Linked DNA regions of Mus musculus: region 1 is linked to region 2. Evidence: chromatin contacts called from public HiChIP or PLAC-seq data. All regions are on one chromosome and are shown on one strand. The core of a region is the stretch at or near the end of the contact, and the rest is flanking DNA. Distances in the headings are between cores, read along the strand shown. Region 1 holds the start of Ntng1 (netrin G1). Region 2 overlaps Vav3 (vav 3 oncogene).

Evidence for each region. HiChIP or PLAC-seq counts read pairs in DNA pulled down with a chosen protein or histone mark.
Region 1: a contact with region 2 is called in an H3K4me3 HiChIP or PLAC-seq map of stem cell-derived neural progenitor cells, with 23 read pairs. The contact joins the promoter of Ntng1 here to the enhancer-like site in region 2. A contact is called at or near these places in 2 of 39 promoter capture datasets (the 3T3-L1 cell line and embryonic stem cells), 7 of 115 datasets of contacts at active chromatin or transcription factors (astrocytes, embryonic forebrain, embryonic midbrain and 4 more) and 2 of 9 other capture datasets (adipose tissue and embryonic stem cells).

What each region holds. Positions count from the first base shown.
Region 1 is chr3:110,141,163-110,146,363 of GRCm38.p6, reverse strand. Ntng1 (netrin G1) reads left to right here and starts at 2,892. Exons shown (of 8, transcript NM_030699.2): 1 at 2,892-3,464.
Region 2 is chr3:109,566,807-109,571,491 of GRCm38.p6, reverse strand. All of the region lies in intron 17 of Vav3 (vav 3 oncogene), which reads right to left. Among named protein-coding and RNA genes, the nearest start is that of Vav3, 230 kb to the right of the region's middle. Within about 2 kb of position 2,746, at least 47 of the 459 cell types and tissues checked have an H3K27ac peak or open chromatin away from gene starts, as enhancers often do. A contact at or near this core is called in embryonic stem cells and stem cell-derived neural progenitor cells, where this site is marked.

The DNA of each region.
Region 1 (5,201 bases), core at 1,643-4,142, 570 kb before region 2:
ACCCTGCCAACTCTCTAAAGTGATTTTGGGAAGCTAAGAACCTAGAAAAATGAGCAACAGTTAGAGATCTAACAGGATTACAAATAAATGGATATCTAAATTGAAGAAGAATGAGGGCCTCGTGGAAACCAGCCAGAGAGCCAAAGCCAGACAGCAGAGAGATCAAACTGTTTGCCTCTAAAAGAAGAGAGGAAAAGGAGAGTTGAAAGGCTAAATAAAAACAGAAAAGCATTCTGTCCAAAGAAAGCTAAATATACAGATGTGTGTGTGTGTGTTCACTTCTAAAGGCAAAAGTAAAGTATGCCCTATATTATTTTCCATGAGGTCAACGAAATAACTCAAGTAAGTTTCTGATTGGCTCTTAGCACATACGAATATGAAAGGATATATTCAGGAAAGCAAGTTTAATTTGTGCATGCATTAGTTCATGGATACACAGTTTTGGTTTGTCACATCCACCCAAAGTTCTGCTTTGGAAAATCAAGAGAAAATATACCACCGCCGAGAACCATAATTCTCCCCCCTTCTACTCCCATTGCAGGACAGGAGGACGCAAGACTGGAGGAGAACCGAATTGGGGATTTACAAAGCCTCTGCGAAGTCTGATGTGCTTCCCAGAGTTCAGACCTAAGTGTTCAGTTAGTTGTTTTCTGAGTCTCTGCAAAGGTCAGGCACGTGGTTGAGTGAAAACCCAGCTTTGGAAGATCTGTTTCCATGGAAGACATGAAGTCTCTCCAGTAGATCTATGTGGGGCCCATTGTCTGCTTCAAGGAGTAGTGAGATGTCTACAAGTCACAAAAGACTTCTCAACAGAACCCAGAATCCTGGGAATGGGGACATGAATCAGAAAAAAAAAAAAAAAAAAAAAAGGGAGGGGTTAGCTGTAGGGCTAACGTTTCAGAGATCCCAGTATATCTGGGGAGGGCATTCTTCTTTTCTGTATAAATCTGTTTTCATTGTGCTGGAGAAATACTTGCATCAGCTGATGTTGAGACTCAGAACTCACAAAGGGCTCTCCTGGCCTGATTGCAAAGGGCAGTGAGGAGAAGAAAAGCTCATAGCTGTCAGTGGTCCAGGGTCCAGGCCAAGGCAAGTAAGAGGTGAGATGGCCACTGTGGATGCTATATCAGGTCCTTCTGGCAGAGCCTGTCAGTGCTCTGGGACCAGAGAGGGAGGGTGAGTGGGTGGGTGGGTTGGAGAATGGACAGTATTTCCACAGTATCAATATGCTTTGATCTTGGAGGAGACAAGCTAGAGGCAGAGCCAGCAATGGCTGCGGGTTTGCCAGCAGCTTCATCCCCTAAGGGTGAGATTCCATTCTTAAAATTTCAGGGTCAAAGAACAAAGAGAAAGGAACGGAGAGGGGAAAACTCAGGCTCCAGCCCTGGGAAGAACACTGGGAGCATTCCCTGTCTTCTCAGGTGTTGAAGGAAGGCCAAGGTGTTGGACAGGTCCTGGTGGTTGGAATCCCTCTTCCTTTCCAGGCCTCAATTTAGTAGCCTTCTGGCCGCACACCCTCTCTGCCAACATCACTCAATCCCAGCCATTGCTGGAAAATGTCCCTGCCTCTTTTAGTTGCTTGCCTTCACTTTGGGGTATTTAGCTAGTGACCCGATGCTCACAGGTACCCATTTCTGACCCTTTGTTTTACACTGAGTGAACACCTCTACTCCAGTGTCCCTAACACACACACACACACACACACACACACACACACACACACACACACACACACACACACGAGCCCCTTGTCATCTTACCCCCACCAGCCTGAGAAGCATCTTGTCAGTTCCTCCCTCAAATCCTTGAACCACAGAGACAGGTTGCTGTCAAATCCAATCACAATCAGGTGTTAGTCAAGACAGCTCCTTACATGGCTTCTTCTCTTTGCTGTATAGGAAGATCCCAGGTTGGGGAGTGCCATTAAGATGCCTATGTCTTTTCCTCATTACAATGTCCTTTTTCTAATTAACATCTCTCCCTTCCTATGTAAGTCGGATTGGTTTGCAGTTCACATTAGAAAGTAGCTAGGGGGAATCTTAGGAGAGTCTGAGACGTATTAATGGGAGAAGGAAGCCCTGGGGCCAGGTGGCTTTTGTCTGTCATGGGGAAAAACAAGGATGCAGTTGATGCAGAGCTCCTACTTGGACTTCAACTTTTTAAAGTGGGATAGGTTTCACACCACGGAGGTCCGAAGCTCTGGCTCTGCAAACTAATTCCAAGTTAAAAAATACCACCCACCTTGCTCCCAGTTAGGGTGAAGAGGGTGCGCTCCGTTGTGTGCGGGGAGGTAATGCAAGAGCAGAGGGGAGGGGGCAGAAGTAGAGGGTAAAGGGGGAGCCAGTAGCAACCGTGCTTCTGAGTATCAACAAAGATAAGGCTGTGTGTGGTCTTGTCCTAGTAGCTGGAGGTCCCTGCTCAGTGGCAGCGGTGGTGGCCAGAGCAGCAGCAGTAGAAGCAGCGAGCGGGACGGAGTTAGGACCGCTCGGAGCGCCCAGGTCTCGAGGTAGTGTAAGGTTTTTTTGCAATCCTTCCACTCGCTGGCAGTTGCAGAAGATCTGCTTTTTAAGTGAGAAGAACACGCCACCCCTCCGAGGGCTGCGGCTTCCTGGGGCTGTTTCGTCGCTCGTCGCTTTGCGGGCCCCTGGCGCTCACTCTCTAATTCGTCCGCGCCCCTAAGTTTGCCGAGAGCTGGCTGCGGGCTGGGAGCAGGGTCCCGGCCGGGCGCCGCGGGCGGGGGCTGGGTAGCGGCGAACCGCAATCCCGAAGCATCTTGGGGCCATGTATATTTCATCAAACGGACTTTGGGTGCGTCGCGTCTCGCAGCCATCAACGCTATGTTCAGTGACATTTCTGACTTGAGTGGAGGAATGCGCGAAGAAAACCGGGGCGAAATTGCTTCGAGAGGATCTTCTTGGCGCCAAGGCTAATTGTCCTGATTTATGTCGCTTCTGACAAAAAAGAAAAAAAAAAAGACCTAACGTCTTCATCTGAAATAAAATGAAAGCGGTGCCAAGCGGGATAGAGCCGCCTGGCTGCTGGTTCTGATCCCCTGGGATCCAGGGGGGGAAAATCGTTCTGCAGCTTAAAAGAAAAGAAAGGAATAGAAACAGAGAAGAGAGAGAGAGAGAGAGAGAAAAAAAACCCACAGTAAAAGTTTAAGGCGAGAAGTGGTGGCGGCGGCGGCGGCGGCGCGGGGAAGCTGCGAGCGGAGAAGGTTGCCGAGACCTCGGAAGGCGGCGATTTGGTTCCTAATCCCACTGTATTTTTGGAGGGAGAGGCACCTTTCTCATCCTCCCTTCCTCTCCGCCCACCCCTCTCCCTCCCCCTCATCTACCTGTCAAAGTCACTGATCTTTTGCATTTTGGAAGAGGACGTCAACGGGAAGGAATTCCCCCTGTCAGGGTCCCGGCTCCGAGAGGGGGCGACGCGCGACAAGGCTGCCCCAGGGGCAAGAGACCAAGGTAACCCGGGCGGGGGACTCCGGGCGCCGGGTGCTATGGGGTCTGGGGTTGTGGACTCCTCCTTCCCGCCGCCAACAGGGTGCTTGCAGGGCGGGATACCCCGGGGCTACGGTGGCAGCGGCTCAGGTCCACACCCGCCGCGTTCCCATTCCACCCGCGCCCCGTGCGCCGCCAGTGGGTCCCCGGAGCCGCGGTCTCCGCCCCACGCGGGACCAAGCTGGGCAGGGGCGCCGCCCCGCGCCGACGGCTGGCCTCCCGCCCCGTGGAGGGCCAGCGGGGGGCCCGGGTAAGTGCAGCTGGCTCCCCTCTCCTCTAGCGACCCGCGCCTTTCTGGGTGGCTCTTCTCCATCAGTTCCCTCCCTCCTTCTATCCCTCCCTCTGCCAACCCCCGGTGCCCACCGAGGGCGGGAGGGGAGATCCGGGTGGGCGAGGAACTTTGGAAAGCGCCTTAAGGAGGTAGAGCGGAGCCTGTGCGCACTCCAGAACTCGCACCGCTCACACCCACACTACATCCCAGGCTTGCGCCCAGCACCGGGTCGCAGGCTGTTGCATCCTGAGCCTCCATCCACCCACCCGCAACGCGCAGCGCTCTGTCTCCCACACACACCTGACCACACGCATCGCACAAGCTTTGTCTTTTTCTTTTTTTCTTTCTTTTTTTTTTTAATTTAAATTTTCTTTTACCAGTTTTCTCATCTGGGGAAAAAATAAATAAAAACTTGCCTTGTTGCTCGCCCTGTGGAGAGCTTTGAAGTCCCTCTTTTAATCTCCTTTATTGGTGCGAGATTAAAGCGTTACTACCACACATCGGGAAGCTGGGGAGAGAAGAACGTGGAAGGAGGGAAAGACTCAGCATTGGGAAGCTAGTGGGAGCTTTTCCTCCCATACTGATTTCGCATTATCAGTTGATGGATTCGACTAGGGACATGGAGTTTCTCTCTGCTATGGATCTGTGGATATCTATATATAATACAAATAATACCGAATATTATTGGGCTCAAAATAACCAATTAAGTGATTCATAGGAGAGAAACTTAGATTAAAAAAAGAAACTGCGCCCTCTGCTGTTTGTTTTGGTAACCTCATCCAGGGACTTCCTCCACCCCCCTCCCACCTTCTGAAATCCCCTAAGAGTAGCTGTCATTTTACAAGGGCATGGGAGGAAAATCCTTAGTGGGGTGGTGTGTAAGGTGTATTTTAAAGCAACTTTATTTGAAAAAGTGTCAGGTAGAGTTGCTATGCTTGTGCCAGGTGTGGATTTTTAGATACTAGGTCCTCTGGCTGTCTCTTTTGTGCCATTTCCTTGCCTAAGGAGTACCCAAGCAGCCTACCACTCTTCACAGTGGAAAATTCTGAGCGAGACTCAGAATTCCACCAAACATATGGTGAATCTGGCAACCGCTTTGCTCTGGAATTCAGGCCTTGTTTTATGACTGAAAATACTAAAAGTTTTCCTATCTTGACAGGAAAAAAAAATAAAGGAAAGGAAGATGTTTCCCTCAAAATCATTTGTTCAAATATGCATAGTAATTAGGCTTGCTAGAAAGTTTGTGTCGATGTTCGACTAGGGCAAGGATTTTCTGAATTGTGTGGTTCATGAAGAGTAAAGTACCTCTAACCAGCAAGAAGGTCTGCAAGCGTTTGGTACTTTGTCTCTTTGAATGCCCTACCCACCAGCTTTTCTCTTTGGCAGAGGGAAATCGGCTCAGGAATTGTCTAAGACTGTTTTGAAACACA
Region 2 (4,685 bases), core at 1,497-3,996:
GTGCTCTCCCTCCTTCATCCCCTCTCCTTGGCATCTTCCACTTGCTTACATGCTTCCTTTAGAGTAACATCAAGGGAATCTATTTTCCACGTTACCCAAGTCGAGGCACTAAAAATCCCTTTACACAAAGCCTGCCAGTGTAAAGCAGGGAAGAAAGCAGGGGCTCAGAGCTAGATGGGTCTCCAGCTGCAATGTCACAGGAGTCCTTATATGGTGCTAGCCTTTCCCCTTCACTGTCTATCCCCCATCCCCACAGCTACCACGGACTCAGGGTCTTCACTTCTCTGGACTCAGCAAAGAGAGTTGTCAGTGCTCTGAACTAGCTGGGTTAAGTAAGACACACAAACATACATTCTTAAAATCTGAGTTCTTACGGGGCCACAATGGTGCCACTGCAAAGAGAGACACTATCCTAAACCCATGGATAGTGTATGGAGTAACCATGAGGCCCATGCCCCATGTTCTTGCATCTGTACCTCCTCTGTGTTCTGTTGTGCTTGGTCACAGAAACTTCTTTGAACTTTTGCTAATAAGAGAGACTGAGAAAAGAATCTGAGTTCTTGTATCATACCATATAGTAAGTTTCTGTTTTAGAATGTATTCTGTTTAGAATTTATTCTTGTCCAAGGTCCTTTGTTTATACTTCTGAATTTTTGGCAGCGACAATAACATTAAACTGGACTGACTCCTTTATAGACATAGACATAATCTTAATTCCCATACATATTAATCCAACAGCTCATTAACTGACAGTAATACAGTGGGAACATGAGAGGAAAATCCACCTACTATACTAGTTCAGATGTATTTCACAGTAAAAGTCTATTCTTGCTGGGAAAATGGAACAACTACCTTCCCTAAGAGGCGTTGGATGGGAAAGTTGATCTCATTTTGAAGCCTCCAGTTCCACCCTTCACTTTCTCTTAGTATCAATCCAAGTCTGCTGTGGCAGGAGCTTGTAATACTAAAAAAATTCTGTATGCATGGGGCAGCAACGACATCTTGGATAATAAGGGCTGGTTATCATCATATCATGTCTTTGGCTGAACTCTGACCTAGGGGAAAAGGTTGCTGGCTGAAAGACAATGAAAAGTCTTTTCTCTCTCTCTCTCTCTCTCTCTCTCTCTCTCTCTCTCTCTCTCTCTCCCTCTCTCTCTCTCTCTCTCTCTCTCTCTCTCTCTCTCTCCTTTTTTTTCTCACAAGGGGACTTTCTTAGGATAATAATTCAATCCTTCAAGTTTCCAAAAGGTTTTAATCCTCAACTTGTCCTTACCCTGCAGCCTTCTTCTCAGGCTCCTATTGATCAAACTATAAAATGTTCTTTCCCTTTCAGGAACTTTCTAGACGATGACTTACGGGCCCTCCAGGGGTTTAAGCCTTGAATTCTTTCATCATGTCCCAACTTGCTTAAGGTACTTCTGAGAAGCAGTGTAACTAAGGTGCTTGGAGCCGTTGCTGAACTCCATCATGCTGAATGGACATATTTGGCTAAAATAAGAATTTTCACTGAGGTTTTAGATTCACATTCCATAATGTGCTTGTTTAAATGCCAAATTCAGTCCTGTCATACTTATCTTTCCCCAATAGAATTAGCTCTCAATTCATGCCTTCTTCCACAATTTGTTGTCTTTTATCTTAAGTTCTATTTAAGACCAAATAAGCCAATGCCCAGTAAGACTGACTGTTGTTCCAAGAGGAGCCACATTAAAGCAGTTACTGATGTTATTATGGAAGGTACCCAGCCATCATGGCTAACATGCTATTGCTATAAAACATACAACAACATTGAACAAAGTTTGAAAGACGGTATATAAGAGTTATGCTCACTGTTCTGATCTTCAATGGTGTTTTGGGAAAGAACAGAAAGCCACACTCCATAAATAATACCTGGTTTGGGGGTGGGGGGGTGATTTCATTTTAAAACTGATAAAAACCAGTTTCCAATTCTCCTTTTTTAAAAAACAATTACTAATGCATCACTAAGCTGACCCTAACTGTCAAATAAAAGGTAAAATAACTATTCTTGCATAAAAAATTGTCTTGATGAATCAAAAAGATGACTCATTTATACAAAAGGTTTAAGTGCCTTCCCACAGAAGCAATGTCACCTCTTGGTAATGAAATCAGAGATCAAGGCTCAGTTTGTTCAATTAACATGATAAAAAGGTCTGGTGGTAGAAGACTGAAATAACATTTTACTCTACAGGTTTCACTGCATCTTAAAATATGCAATGCTATTTATAAAAGAGCCCATTTCAGACATGGATTTATACAGGTTCTAGGCAAGAGCCTCACAGCTTTAAAAGCCAGCAGGATACTAAGGCAACTCCATTTTCACTAGAGCCAGCTACAGCAGCAGCAGGAGCAGCAGCTGACCTAGATAAAGGAGCAATTAAACAGATAAGCAAATGGAGAGCTGCTTTGGCTAAATATTAGAGCAGCTGGGGCTTTCGTTCTTACTGAAGGAAAAGATACATTAAGCCAAAGTTGTGTACATTAAACCAAAGTTGTCTGTTCTAGCAATATTTGCATCCAATGCCACTCTCTTTCTCTCTTTGTTTAATCTGGAAGATGGGGGTGGGGGGAAGCTATACTGATCACTGTCAAGATAGGAAGGGGACAAAGGAGGCTTAGTCATATAGTCTTATGTTACTACCAAGCAAGATTATAAATGAGCCTGAAGTTTGTAGCCTGGGATTAGCCCTTCCCCACGGTGTACTGCGAGAAGGAAACCCCACCCTAGGATTGCATCAGCTTTGCAGTAACTTGCTGAGAGTCTCATATAATGGCACTCAGACCTATTCATTACTATCACTGGGAAGTTTGGCAAAGACTTCAGAGCCTTTGTGAGTGGTGATCATCAAGGCTTCTATGGTGACCAAGCAGGAGTCAAGTTAAGTTCAGTAAAAGAGGTAGAGCAGAATTTCCTGCCTGGCTTTTATTTGTGTCCATGCAAATCCCCAGGCATTAAGATGCAAACTACTCAACCTTCAAATGTGTTTCCAAGTTCCATAGTTTGTCTTACTGGGAAAAAAAATGCATGTTTTTTTTTCTCCTACTTCAGATATACTTAAAGTAATAATCTGTCATGCTCATGTATTAATATGAATAGATTGCTTCATTCAAAAAATGCAGTGCAGCTTTTGCCAAGTAATTATTATTTCCAGGGTGAATGAAGACTCGATAGATTTAAAAGATAATAGAGCATGAAATAGAAAAGGTTTCTAAACCAAGAGAAGACAACGTCTAAACAATGAGGCAGATTTCCACAATCAAAGTGAACAAGCTCTTTTAAAACCTGGTGGTTAATATTTAGCTACATATTGTATTGTTGGAACTGTGTTTGTATCGAAATAGTTCTATCATAGGCCAAGTGATAACTCGATTTTAAATGTCCCACCCTTGGACTTGGTACAAGGGGATAGATTCAAAAGATAAGAAACATATTCCCCACATTTTCCTTCATTTCTACATCAAAGGCTCAGAAAGCCTACAAGAGAAAATAAAGGTAGAGAGACCAATGCTCACTGTGCAGTTAGCCCCACTCTTCCACTACAATCCGGCTTTCCATGGAATCAAGCCGAGGCCATGTGTGTGATTTTCACTCATAGCCGAGATGAAAAATGTCTGTTTTCAGAGCATGTATGTAAAAAGCTGCCATTCTGTCATGCTGGTAGGCACAGAAGGAACTGGACAGCCATATAGTTGGTGGGGGCCCTGCTTTGGAGGAGCAATGAGTTCCCAGTAAACAGTGTGTGTTTCCTGAATTAAACTTTAAAACTACTAGAGACTGAGAGTAGGGGTGGGGGTGGGTACACAGTACAACCCAACCTTGGAAAATAAATGAGCCCTACCCTCTACACTAATTAAATTAAATTCATATGACCACTGGATGATCAAGGTGATATTAATGATTGGCAAGGAAGTAAAACAGGAACTGAGAAAAGGAAGGGCCCATTTGGGATCTGTAAGGAGAAAGGGAATAAGAGGCAGCAATAAGAGATAGAATAAACAAACAAAACAAAACATCCCAACAATAAAACTGACTAGATCAGGAAGTAGATTGATATAAAAGAAGGGGGTTGTTGTTGTCTTCGTTGTTTTGGTTTTTTTGGCACCAGATGTTCTGTGATCTGTTTCTTTTTTTTTTTTCTGCCTCTCATTAACCTATCCCAGGTGTACTGCCTGGTAATCAGTGCTTAGGGCATAAGCCTTTCCTTGCGTAAGCACCCAGAAAAGAATGTAAAAGGTCTACTTAGTTTATTTCATGCTTAAAGTACAACACAGTGATTCACAGAATGAGGGCATTTGTTTGTTTGTTTGTTTGTTTGTTTGTTTGTTTGTTTGTTTTGTTTCATTTGTCAACCATCTTTTCAAGCTTTTATCTCCACAAGCAAGGACCCCAAGTCTGGATAAACTCCCACATCCACCACTTCTAGATTTAAGATGCTAGTGCTCTTCAGGGCTCAGGACCCTCCCTCAGTCATCTATCACTCTAGCAGGTAACCCATCCACATACTAAAAGACCAGGTCTTCCCTTAGGTCAAAACATCAACTGCATATGGTTGATTCTAATTAGAGAGATCAGCCAGATGGCAATTATCATAAATGTGATAAACACTATGATAAAGTTAATTACAAGATGCCAGGAAAACACAGACAACTGATAGACTAAGAAAGGCCAG